Linked DNA regions of Sus scrofa: region 2 is linked to region 1. Evidence: chromatin contacts called from public HiChIP or PLAC-seq data. All regions are on one chromosome and are shown on one strand. The core of a region is the stretch at or near the end of the contact, and the rest is flanking DNA. Distances in the headings are between cores, read along the strand shown. Region 1 holds the start of CACTIN (cactin). Region 2 holds the start of MFSD12 (major facilitator superfamily domain-containing protein 12).

Region 1 (6,592 bases), core at 2,989-5,488:
GTGATCGTGGAATGCTACCCTGGGCGTATGATGCTGAGAACCTGTTCTCCCGTCACGCCTGAGGTTAGGCTGGTTCTGTGGGCAGAAGGCACTGAAATTCTACACTGCAAGAGACAGTCCAGGTGGTGAAAACTGGCAGAATTCAGTGTGCATGTGCATAAGGACGCACGCTCAACAGCAAGGTACAAGCTGGGAACGTGTGCTGGGAACGCCACAGTCTTTTAAAACAGAAGCTGTGAACAGTGTCTGAAGCACAAAGCAGCAGAAAGACAGGCAGGACCTGCCAGGACCAAGCGCCAGGGCCCACGGCGGCTGCACCGGGCTCACCTTGTTCCAGATGAAGGCGCCCAGCAGGTTGTTGTCACCAAAGGGGTTGTCGGTGTTGGTGTAGCCCATGTACTCCTCGCCCCAGCCCATCTTCTCCCGCTTCTTCCTCTCCTTGGCCTCCTTCTTGGCCAGCCGCCGTGCCCGCTTCTCCTCAGGTGTCTCAAAGGCCTTCATCAGCTCCTCCTGCTGCTTCCGCTCCTCACGCAGCCTCAGTCGCTCCTGCAGGCTCTGCCGCTGGCTCAGGGCTTCCGCTGCCTCCCGGGGGCTTGCGGGGTGGTCTGGGGATGCAGAGCTAGACGCCGAGGAGCCCGGGGTCCAGGAGCGTGTTTGCCGGCGCCGGCGGGCCCATCGGCCCCGCTGTTGCTGCCGTTCATCGCCAGAGTCGGACTGAGAGGACAGGTCCTGGGAGCGCCAGTGGGGCGGTGGGGGGCTCCGGCTCTGCCTGCCTCGCCGCTGCCGCCACCGCTCTTCATCTGAATCTGACCTGTGGAGGGAAGCCACAGAGCTCTGCTCATGGCCTGCTGGCCAGGCATCCATTCCACAGCTGTTTAGCGGGCTCCGAATGGGTACCAGGAGCTGTTCTAGGTTCTGGGGACAGAGCGATGACCAAAACATTGACAATCCCTGCTTTGCAGTGTCAACAAGTAAACACACAGTGTGACACTAGATGGTACAATGAATCACAAAGATAGTGATGTGGCATTAGGGCATGGGGAGGTCAGGGGGGATCTCTCCGAGGAGGTAACATTGGAGAAATAGGGAAGGGAGTTTTGGGGAGATGGTGACCTAGACAGAGGGCACAGCAAGAGCAAAGGCCCTGGGGCAGGAATTTACTTGGCATATTCAAGCAGTAGCAGGTAGGTCTGTGTGGCTGGAGCGGAGTGAATAAGGGGGAGTGCAGGAGGGAGGGAGGGAAGGCTGGGGCCAGATGGTGCATGAGCTGTAAGCGCTGTCCAAGGTGTCAAGGGAGGGCTTACAGGAGTGGTGTTTAACTGGTCCTACAGGATGGGAGGAGTGAACTGGAGAAACAATGGCAGGAAAACAGAGCCATGGAAGGGCACTACAGGCAGGGAAGGCAATCTATGAACACTGGGGGTAGATCCTTTAATGTTGGGGGCCTCTGAGAAACTAAATATGTCTTAATTTTATTAAATGCTCCACTTATTAAGCTCAAGTCAAAAAATCTACACCATGAGGAGTGAGCTTGTGGCACGCCAGGTTAAGGATCCAGTGTTGCTGCAACAGCTTGGGTTGCTGTTGTGGCATGGTTTCGATTCCTGGCTTGGGAACTTCTGCAGGCTGCAGGTATGGCCCAAAACAAACAAACAAACAAACAAACAAACACTTACACCATGAAAACCAATTATTTTGAAGTCCTTAAATACAAACTACAAATTTGGTCAAATCTTCATAAATGACACAGACTCTTAATTCCTTATCTAGGGCGGCTAAGTCTTGTGAATAACTAAAATCTTCAGAAAACACAGAGTTCCTGTTGTGGCTCAGTGGTAACGAACCCTATTAGTATCCATGAGGATGAGGGTTCCATCCCTGGCCCCATTCGGTGGGTTAAGGATCCAGTGTTGCTGTGAGCTACGGTGTAGGTCACAGATGCAGCTCAGATCTAGTGTGGCTGTGGCTATGGCTGTGGCTGTGGTGTAGGCCGGCAGCTGCAGCTCCAATTTGACCCCTAGCCTGGGAATTTCCATATGCCCAGGTGAGGCCCTAAACAAACAAAAAGTAGCCACAGACAGTACGTGAACAAATGGGCATAGATTTGTAAATCTGGTCAATAAAATTTTATGTCTGGACACCAAAATTTGAATTTCTTTTCTCTTCTTCTTCTTCTTCTTTTTTTTTTTTTTTTTTTTTTTTTTTTTTTTGCTTTTTAGTGCCACACCCATGGCATATGGAAGTTCCCAGACTAGGGGTCTAACTGGAGCAACAGCTGCTGGCCTATGCCACAGCCATAGCTATGCTGGATCGGAGCCACATCTGGGACCTACACCACAGCTCACAAGGCAATGCTGGATCCTTAACCAACTGAGCAAAGCCAGGGATTGAACCCGCATCCTCATGGATACTAGTTGGATTCGTCACCGCTGAGCGATGACAGGAACTCTTCAAAATTTGAATTTCATCTAATTTTTACGTATCATGAAATATTACTCTTGATTTTTTTCCCCCTCATCATTTAAACATGTAAAAACTATTATTGGTCCACAGACTGTAGTTTGCTAAGCCTAGTTTTTTGTTTTTCTGGGTCTGTGGTGTACAACCTACACCACAGCTGTGGCAATGGCGGATCCTTTAACCCACTGCACAGGGCCAGGGATCAAATCTGCATCTCTGCAGGCACCAGACCCGCTGAAGTTGGATTCTTTTTTTTTTTTTTTTCAGCTTTTGTCTTTTGAGGGCTGCACCTGCAGCATATGAAAGTTCCCAGGCTTGGGGTGGAATTGGAGCTACAGCTGCTGGCCTACACCACAGCTCACGGCAACGCTGATCCCTGACCCACTGAGCAAGGCCAGGGATCAAAACTGCATCCTCATGGATACCAGCTGGATTCGCTTCCGCTGTGCCACAACAGGAATTCCCTGCAGTCGGATTCTCAACCTGCTGCACTGGGACTCCTAAACCCTGGTTTAAACCATCTCTTTACTATTTCTGCTACCTTCTTTCTTCCTAGAATTCCTGGATGGGAATAACCCTATGAGACTCAAAAGGAAAAGCCAGATCTCAAACCTAGAGGGTGATCAGCTATGTCTGACTAGTGCCAGTCTGGTTATGTGTGAAGAACAGGCTGGAGTAATAGGAGACAGTGCATATGGATGGAGAAGCCCCATTTAGGTCTTGGGGACAGAGATGAGGAAACATGGACCGTAGTGGGGCAGGGATTGGCCTGAGTGTCAGAGCCAGTTATGGGCTGAGCCAGCACTGGGACACAGGTCTGAGAGTCAGTCCCTATCATGGTGCTGATTTCTTTGTGTTGAAGCAGACTCAACTCAATCCAGGTGTTTCATCTCCAAAAGAAAAGGACCATGGGCTGAAGGGAAGCTAAGCACCAAGTCTGGGGAATTAACTGACTTCTGCCACCATCATCAACAATTCTCCCCTCTCACAGCCTACCTCCATTAGCAAGGGTTGTCACTTCTCCTTCTGAAATCCCTCTCAAATTGAGCTACTTTTCCCAGTGTACCTCATTACAGCCTACCTCTCCCGAAAGCCATCATCATCTGTTGCCTGGACAGCTGTACTATTTTTTTCCTCCCTGGTGTCACTCTTGCGTACCCACTCAGTCCCTTCTCCACGCGAAAGCAAGCGGGAGTTCTGCAAGGTAATCCAGATCACATCACTCCCTGGTTCAAAATCCTCCACAGCCCTCCAGATAACAGTCAAACCCTTTACCACGGTACGCACGACTGCACGATCTGGTCTCCTACTTTCTCTCCAAACTCATCTACTCCGCTCCGCCCCGCTCACTGCTCTTCTTGCTGTACCTCCAGCTACCAGGTGCCTTGCTTGGAATGCTTTTCACTTTCTTGTCGCTGTCTAGTTAATTCCGACGTGCTCAGACGTCCCCTTCTTCAAGAAGTCTTCCCTAACTCGGAGCCTCCCAACTCCCCGAGGGCTGGAGCCGGACCCACCAGCGCGGCTCACACAGCTACCCTACCTGCGATCCCGGCTCCTCCGCCTCCGCCTGCGCCGCCCCTCGTCGTCCCGGCGCCGTCGGCTTCTCCGCCCATGGCTCCCACTCCGACTTCGGCTCCGACTTCCGCTCCTACTCCGCTGTCTCCGGTTCCTGCGACCAGCGGACCGCGAACGCGAGCGTGTGTCCCGACCCATCGGCTGGGACGGTACCGGCGGCGCTGACACAAATATCCGGGGCCTGCGCCGGGGGCCTTCCTCCCTCGCGGCGCGTGCCTCGCTGCCCCGTCCGCGCCTGAACAGGAAGATAGGAACCCATCCCGCAGCCCCATACCGCGGGGACTCTGGAGCCCCGTAACCTCCAAACTGTCCTTAAGTGGGTCCTCTGTGACGGACTTCTGCCGGACTGTCGCCGCCAGGGATGGGGGACTCGCTCTTAAGGCAGTACTAAGGGCAGGCTCAGGTGGGTCCTCGCGCCTCAGGGAACCTGCATCTGTGGGCTGAGCAAGAGCGAATCAGGAACTGCGAGTGGGGCGGAGCCTGATGAGGCGGGACCAAGAAGAAGCCCGTCCAGAGAGGAAGTGGGGCCAGCGTGGGTGAAGCCTAGGAGGCGGGGTCAATAGAAGGCGTGGCCAAGGGAGGCGTGTCCGGGGAGTTTCTCGTCCAGATAGCTCAAGGAGCTGGGATGGGGACCGAAAAGCACTAGAGGCTGGATTGACCCTCTGTGAGAGTCATCATCATGCTCTACCACCCGCCAATGAATACTTACTGTGTTTCAGGGGTTAAGCTTTTTTTTTTTTTCTTTTTGGCTTTTTAGGTCCACACCCGCGGCATATGGAAGTTCCCAGGCTAGGGGTCCAATCAGAGCTACAGGGGCCGGCCTACACCACAGCCATAGCAACGAAGGATCCAAGCCGCGTCTGCAGCCTACACCACAGCTCAGGGCAATGCTGGATCCTTAACACACTAATAGAGGCCAGGGATCGAACCTGCATCCTCATGGATCCTTGTCAGGTTCGTTAACTGCTGAGCCACGAAAGGAACTCTTGCTTTTTTTTTTTTTAAGTTTTATTGAAATATATTTGAGGGAGTTCCCATTATGGATCACTGGTAAAGAACCCGACTAGTATCCATGAGGACGAAAGTTTGTCAATCCCTGGCCCCGCTAAGGACCCAGCATTGCTGTGAGCTGTGGTATAGATCAAAGAGGTAGCTCTGCTCTGGCATTTTTGTGGCTATGGTGTAGGCTGGCGCCTGCAGCTCCAATTCAATCTCTAGCCTGGGAACTTCCACATGCCACGGGTGTGACCCTAAAAAGACAAAAGAAAGAAATATAGTTGATCTACAAGGTTGTGGAGTCAAAGCTTAAAAAAAAAACCTAAATTCCCCATCAACCCATTTTGTAGATGGGGAAAGTGAGGACCAGAGAAGGAATGTCATTTTTTGTCTTTTTGCCTTTTCTAGGGCCGCTCCGGTGGCATATGGAGATTCCCAGGCTATGGGTCTAATCAGAGCCATAGCCACCGGCCTATGCCAGAGCCACGGCAATGCGGGATCTGAGCCACGTCTGTGAACTACACCACAGCTCGCGGCAACACCAGATCCTCAACCCACTGAGCAAGGCCAGGGATCGAACCCACAACCTCGTGGTTCCTAGTCAGATTCGTTAACCACTGCACCACGATGGGAACTCCAGGAATGTTATTCTAATACCTCTGTGCCCAATGAGACAGCATAGAGCTGGGATTTGAACTTGGTGGTTCAGCTTTGCCCTCTTTCAATGTTTATCTTTTTTTTTTTTTTTTAATTTTTTCAGCCACCCCAAGGCATATGGAGTTGCCAGGCTGGGGATCAGATCCAAGCCCCAGTTGTGGCAACTCTGGGTCGTTTATCCCACTGTGCCGGAACAGGGATTGAACCTGTGTCTTGGCGCTGCAAATTCTTTTGCACCACAGCAGGAGCTCCTTTAAACGTTCATCTTGTAACACAACTCCCTAACACAACACTAAATGCTAGCTTTGTATGCTCTGCTTGTTGTTGAGATTCAGGTAGGGGTGAGGGCACAGAGGGAACCCCTGATAACTGCCTGTCATGGAATACGGGTTGTTCTGGTGACAGGATGGTCCCAAACATGATTTTCACAACGCAGACACATCCTTGAGAGTATCTGAATCCTCATCTGTGAACAAAAAGTGAGCACAATCGAGATCACCTACAAGTCTAGTGTATAAACTAGCCATGCTCTCTAGTCTGTGATTAAAACGGGGTCTCCAAGAGCTTGCTTATAAACAGAATATTACTTCCAGCACAGAGTTTCTCAAATAGGGAGTCTGGGAGAAATAGTTTCCTCTTAAAATGGGTCTGTGCATTACTCAACTTGAGTGACTCTGGCAGGACAAATACAAAATCTGAGTGTTTGTTCCTTTGAGTGTTTTTCCGAGCTGAACTATAACCCAAAGGAGGCCACAGCCATTAAGGCAGTAGGGTCTGTTGTTGTTGCTGTTATTTAATTCTCTCAATTCTTACTAAAGTTTCTCTTTGCTGTTCAAAGTCAGTCCTTAAACTCCCACCCAGACCATCGGAATGCACACAGAGTTGTTGTACAGCGAGACAGTTG
Region 2 (6,592 bases), core at 1,652-4,151, 49 kb before region 1:
GTATACAGCAGCCTGCACTACTTACATCTGGTACAAATAAAATGAATTTGCATATCATTTGCATAGTGAAATTCATTTCAAAACAAAGAGTTTAAGCTATGCTTCCCCGATCTCGCATTTCTAGGACCACAAATGCGGAGACTCTTCCTGGTTTCATACTATAAATATTTCCAAATGAAGCACAGACATAAAGACAAAGAAACTAGCATGAATTAAACTGCATGAGACAGCTGGAATTATTGGTTTTACTGAGAGGTAGAACTTGAGAGAACTTTGCTAAGAAAAACTTATTCATGAATTTGGGGCAAAAGAATCTGCTTTTAGATAACTGTAAAAAGGATGTAAAAAACAGCAAAAATGCTGCAATGATGACATGCTGCTCGTTGGAGCGGGTATGTGTCTGGATTACATGAATTGGAGTGAATGCAATGCAGTTTGGACTAAAGACACTTTGTTTTTCTAGAAAATATCCACGCAGCAAGGCATTTATCTGGATGCCAACAAGCTCCAAACTGCTTTCAAAATCAACCTCAAAACCTTTCAATCCTTTCTGATGCACAAGAAGAGGCCTGAATTTCTGTGTGGTACCTTGGAAGTGAAAGGACAGTTTCTATGCCAACACCAGCCCCATCAATCAAGGTAAAGAGGCGGCGCTCGGACGACGGGCCTTCCCCTAGCTTCTAACGCAGCAGTCTCACCTAGATTGTTTCTAACCCAGCAGAGAGTGGCAAATCCCACAGCTGATGAAGCAACAGAGCAGAGTCTGGAATCTGGGTCTGTCAAGATTCCAGGGCATCACTCATCTTCCTCAGCCTTGCACTCACTCTTAGGAAAACAGGTTTATTGTGATTTAATTCTCTTACTTTACAATGCACCCATTTACAGTGTACAATTCCATGGAACACTATCACTGTATTAACACTGTAGTGTATGAATAGATTGCAGTGTATTAACAGAGAGATGCTACCATCATCACATTCTAATTTTTTTTTTTTTAGGGCCATGTTGCAGCATATGGAGGTTCCCCTGCTAGGGGTCGAATCAGAACTGTAGCTGACCGCCTACACCACAGCCACAGAAATGCCTGATTCTTGACCCAATGAGCAAGGCCAGGGATTGAACCTGCATCCTCATGGATGCTATTCAGGTTCGTTAACCGCTGAGCAATGACGGGAACTCCACCACAGTCTAATTTTAGAACATTGTGATCACCCTGAAAAAAAACCCGTGCCTAATCAGCCCCTTAGTTACTATCCATTCCCCCTCCCCACCAATTCTTTGGCCGCAGGCAACCACTAATCCACTTCCTATCTCCCTGCAGTTGCCTGTTCTGGACACTTCATGTAAATGGAAACACACATTGTTTGGCCCTTTGTGACTGGCACCTTTCACTGAGCCTAATGTTTTCAAGGCTTATCCCGTCATAGCATGAATCAGCAATTTATTCGTTTTAAGGCCAGTAATATTCTATTGGATGGATGGACCACATTATTTCCCTATTAACCAACTGATAGATATTTGGGCTGCTTCCACTTTTTCACTATTGTGAGCATCAGGCTGCTGAAAACATTCATGTGCAAGTTTCTGTATATAGGTATGTTTTTAATTCTCCTGGGTATATCCCTAGGAGTGCAATTGATGGATGGCATGGTAACTCCATGTTTTCTTTTGCTTTTTTTTTCCAGCTGCCAGATTGTTTTTCAAAGCAGCTGCTCTTGCTTGTTAGAAATTTACATGATTCATTCAATTGTTTATTCAATGACTATGTATTAGAGCACCTGTGGGCACTGTTCTGGGTGCTAGGAATACAGCAACGAGCAAACAGGCAGCTCATATGGAGAAAAGATAAGACTGGTGTATGGGGTGGGGTACAAGCCTTGGAAAATATCACTGAAAAGAGGGACATTTAATCTCGGGGAGGGACACTCCAGGTAGAAGGAAGAGCGAGTGCAAAAGTCCAGAGGAGGGAATGAATGAAACGGATGTACGTGAAGAACAACGAGGTCGCTGGTGTGGAGAAAGTGAGGGGAAAAGTGAAGGGAGGTGAGAGCAGGGAGGTGATCTGGACAGATTGTTTAGACTCTAATGAACCATCACGAACACCCAGTGGCCACAACTACCATTCTGGGCGCAGAGGCAACCCCGGTCCATGCTGTGAGAAGATCGGGCTGCTGCCTGGGGTTCCTCAAGATTCCGGGGCAGAGTCTCCTAGCCCTCCACCTTCATGAGGTCCTTGCAGCCTTCCTGTCCCCACCACCTTTCCCCAAATGCTTCCAGCCCAGCTCCCAGTCTCAACCTCGCAGCCTTCTGGTCCTGGACACTACAAAACCCCTATTGCATAAAAGGAAAAGCTGAGGCCCCTGCATCCAGAGGCCTCCGGCTCAGAGCAAGGCAGGACACGACCGCGGCTCCAAGTCCAGTCAATAAATGGGAAACTTCCCCGCCAGGTTTGCTAAGAACATATCCCACTTTGCCGTGGGGAAAGGAGCTGCTCCCAAAGATCAACCCCTTCCCTAGCAACCTGCCGCCAGCCCCATGGCAACTAGGGCCGAGCCCGACACAGCCCACTGGTCCCGGGATCCCGCAGGGGCGTGGAGTCTCCCCTTTACGTACGAAGGAAAAATTCTTGCCGCATCTACTGGCCCTTTAAGAGGCTCCGCCCCGGCGGTGCCTCAAAGCATCCTGATTGGTCCCGAGAGCGGGCCGAGCACAGCCGAACTTGACGCACCCGCCCGCAGCCTTTCCCACTAACCTCCCACGCGGCTCAGCGTCTGCCCCAGCCAATCACCAACGGGCGCGCCGACCTTCATCTGCATGGCCACGCCCCATGGGTAGGGCACACCCAATCCGACCGCTCGCCGAGCCTTTATTAGCATGCCGGGGGCGGGGTGGGGCGGAGCAGGCGGCAGGGGCGGGCTTGGAGCGGTTGGTTGGAGCGTCGCAGCAGCCGAGAGGTCCGGGAAAGTTTCTTTCGAGGTGAAAACAGCCGCAGAAGTCGGGGCCCTGCGAGAGAGCGGGGGGCGTGGGGGTCCCAGGATCAGGGCGGGGCCCCTCCCGAGCCGGGGGTTGCGGACCTGGGTCTCCTGGGGGGCGATCGTCCAACAAAGGATCCCTGGGGCGCCCGCCCTCGAGGGCCTCCCTGTCCCCGGATCCTGCCCCCCCCGGCATTCCGGGGCTCCACAGCCAGACCCCGCCGTCAGCTGCTCGAGAGACCCTCACTCGGCCACGATTGTGCTTTCCAGGTGCGGCCGGGAGCGGCCATGTCCCACGGCCCCAAGCAGCCCGGCGCGGCTGCCGCGTGAGTGCGACATCCCCTCCCCCAGCCCACTCTGGGCTACAGCCTGGGCGCCCCCCAGGTCGCGTAGGAGCTCTTCGACCCCTGCCCCCCACGGTCTTGACTCCCCCAACCTGGAGCAGGCCCTCCCCCTCGGGCCCTCACCAGCTTTTCCCAATTCCTGGGCTCTAGCCTTTAAGGGGTCCCCATCCTCGGATCCTGACCCCCTCAGACCTCTGTTTCCAGAATTCAGGCCCTTAGCTGCCAGTGATACCGTCGGAGGTGGGGGGTAGTGAGGATGATCCCTAGGTTCCAGACTCTCCCAGGTCCCTGTGGCTCCGGTAGTGCCCCTGCTGTCTCAGCCCCCCACCCCCAATCCTGATTACCTCAAACCCCTCTAAGGACTCAGCCCTCGAGCTGCCAGCTCCGCCTTCGGGTTTGGAGAGTGGGGTGACCCTGGCTTCCCGTGTCTCCAGGTCGGCGAGCGGTAAGACTCCAGGACAGCACGGGGGATTCGTGGTTGCTGTCAAGCAAGAGCGCATCGAGGGCCCGCGGGCAGGAGAGAAGGGGTCCCACGAGGAGGAGGTGAGTCCCTGCACTTTGGGGGCGGCGACCCTTAGCCTTGAAGCTCCGCCCCGAGTTCAATATGAATTCGCTGTGGCTCCGCCCACCGACCAGAGTTCCCTCAAGATGCTGAGACCCCGCCCAAGTGCCAAATACCACGCCACCAGAAGCTCCCCTGCCACTCTAAGCTCAGGCCCCGCCCATCGCCGAATGCCAGCTTCGCCCACTGCCAGAAGATCGCCTCCAGTACAGAAACCACGCCCACGCCCAGAGCCCACGCCCACACCACAAGCCTGCCGCATCCATGGGCTGATCCTCTGACCCCAGTCCCTTTGATCCCTTCACCCCTGGCCAGGGTTTTCCTCACCTCACTCTTCCAATCCTGAACTCTGTCCAGGCCATACCTCCAGGCCTCTGGGTCCCACCTCCTGGCTAGGACCCATCCAGGGCCATGCCCCTTCCTCTCTGGGCCCAGCCCCAGCCCTTCAGGCCCCCTCCCAACGGCCCGGTTGGGTTCTGCAGCCGGTGAAGAAGCGCGGCTGGCCCAAGGGCAAGAAGCGGAAGAAGATCCTACCCAATGGGCCTAAGGCACCGGTCACCGGCTACGTGCGCTTCCTGAACGAGCGGCGTGAGCAGATTCGTACTCGCCACCCAGACCTGCCTTTTCCCGAGATTACCAAGATGCTGGGCGCGGAGTGGAGCAAGCTGCAGCCAGCGGAGAAGCAGGTGGGGACTGCCGAGACCACTGACCTCTCTCCATACGCTCAGACACTCACCCGCAGCCACTTACCCCAAAGGAAAGGGTGTGGAGTGTCCTTCCTTCCGCCTGGAGAAGTGACCACCTATTAGCTCTCTCCGGCTTGTTAAAGGGTAGCCATACGCAGGAACAGAGGTAAACCTTAAACAATGTGGGAGTTACCTGGTGGCTCAGCAGGTCAAGGATCCAGTGTTGTCACCGCTGTGGCGTGGGTTCAATCCCTAGCTCAGGAACTTCTGCATGCTGCCTGCGTGGTCAAAAATAAATAAATAAACTACATTATACTAAAGAAGAAGGGTGGGGGCTGCATTTTCGATGGAAACCTGATTTTTAAATCTGGCAATTAATTTTAAAATTGCAAAAATATCAAGGAGAAACAAAAAAACAAAACACACCAGCTTGCACCCTCTACGTGGGATTTCAACAAGCAAAGTGGGTTTGGGAGGGCAGTCCAGCCTGGACGTGGGAGCCTGCAGATAGTCAGACACAAGGAGTGGTTTATAAACGCTGGAATTGGGGTGAAGTAGGTGAGTTCAGGGAGTCAGGAGGTGGCCTGAGTAGCAGCCTGGAGGGTGGGTTTTGTCTGGAGGGCAGTAGGGAGCTGTGGGAAGGGTCAGAACAGTGAGCTGAATGATGGAGATGGGGTAGACTGAGCCAAGCCTTCTCTTGCTGCTCCCGCTAGCGGTACCTGGATGAGGCCGAACGGGAGAAGCAGCAGTACATGAAGGAGCTGAGAGCGTACCAGCAGTCCGAAGCCTACAAGATGTGCACGGAGAAGATACAGGAAAAGAAGATCAAGAAAGGTGCAAAGGGCCCCAGGCACAGCTGAGTGCCTGCTGTGCAACCGGTGACACAGGCAGACCGACCTCCCCCTTCATGGGGCTTTCACGGGCCAATGGGAATGAGACCCACATAACCAGACAGTTGTGAGTGAACAGGCCTGATCAGCGCTCAGATGGGACACACACAGACACTGGGGAGCCCAGGCTTCGAGCTTGACCCAGGAGGAGTAGGGCTGATTGGGGGAGGGGAATGGTGGTGTTCCAAGCAGGGGGAACAGCACATGCAAAGCAAAGCATAGGTTCAGAGGAGGCCTGGGAGGCTGACCCCGCCCTCCTCCCTTCCCCACCAGAAGACTCCGGCTCCGGGCTCATGAATACCCTTTTGAATGGACACAAGGTGAGCTCCCCTCCTCCGAGGAGAACACCTGAGTGGGAAAGGTCTGGAGGTATTTAGACCCCTGGGTGAGCGAGGACCAACGCTCATGGGATGAAGTGAGCTCCCGGTCCACATGTGTGCAAGCGGAGGCTGCGCGGCCACGCAGGGGGAAGGCTCTTAAATGGACTCTAACCCAGGTGGCCTGAGGAGACCCTTCCAAGCTTAGGGGATGACCCAGAAGGGGTTTGGCTGCCCCTCACCCCCCACCCCAGAAAAATGCTACCTTGTCCTGTCGTCCCAGGGTGGGGACTGTGACGGCTTTTCCACCTTCGACGTCCCCATCTTCACTGAAGAATTCTTGGACCAAAACAAAGGTAAGTGCTCACCAGGGGTTCTTAGGAGAGCAGGCTGTGGGAGGGAGAGAGGATGGGCCAAGAGGGCGCAGAGGTGGAAGGCGGCGGGTGCCTTCCTCCCCCGCCCCGGGAGCTGAGGTGGGGCTGGAGGCAGAGCAGTGAAGGAAGGTCTGGCTGATGGGCACAGCTCTGGGTGAAGGCCGAGCAGCGGGAAGGCGGGGAAGCGCCAGGCTCTGACCTGGCTCCCCGCCTGCAGCTCGGGAGGCGGAGCTGCGGCGCCTGCGGAAGATGAACGTGGCCTTCGAGGAGCAGAATGCGGTGCTACAGAGGCACACACAGAGCATGAGCAGCGCGCGCGAGCGCCTGGAGCAGGAGCTGGCCTTGGAGGAGCGGCGGACGCTGGCACTACAGCAGCAGCTCCAGGCGGTGCGCCAGGCGCTCACCGCCAGCTTCGCGTCGTTGCCGGTGCCCGGTGCGGAAGCCCCG

What was found. HiChIP or PLAC-seq counts read pairs in DNA pulled down with a chosen protein or histone mark.
Region 2: a contact with region 1 is called in an H3K27ac HiChIP or PLAC-seq map of alveolar macrophages. The contact joins the promoter of MFSD12 here to the promoter of CACTIN in region 1. A contact is called at or near these places in 1 of 5 promoter capture datasets (liver), 12 of 47 Hi-C or Micro-C datasets (blood, embryonic fibroblasts, epiblast stem cells and 5 more) and 2 of 2 datasets of contacts at active chromatin or transcription factors (alveolar macrophages and skeletal muscle).

Annotation. Positions count from the first base shown.
Region 1 is chr2:75,046,896-75,053,487 of Sscrofa11.1, reverse strand. It overlaps CACTIN (cactin), which reads right to left and starts at 4,238. Exons shown (of 11, transcript XM_021084098.1): 1 at 4,001-4,238; 2 at 328-811. The coding sequence starts at 4,173. PIP5K1C (phosphatidylinositol 4-phosphate 5-kinase type-1 gamma) reads right to left here. Exons shown (of 18, transcript XM_021084102.1): 18 at 6,590-6,592.
Region 2 is chr2:75,094,840-75,101,431 of Sscrofa11.1, reverse strand. It overlaps MFSD12 (major facilitator superfamily domain-containing protein 12), which reads right to left and starts at 2,901. Exons shown (of 10, transcript XM_021084115.1): 1 at 2,753-2,901. The coding sequence starts at 2,876. It overlaps HMG20B (SWI/SNF-related matrix-associated actin-dependent regulator of chromatin subfamily E member 1-related), which reads left to right and starts at 2,866. Exons shown (of 10, transcript XM_021084120.1): 1 at 2,866-2,976; 2 at 3,243-3,298; 3 at 3,751-3,859; 4 at 4,361-4,564; 5 at 5,278-5,398; 6 at 5,731-5,774; 7 at 6,055-6,127; 8 at 6,363-6,578. The coding sequence starts at 2,875.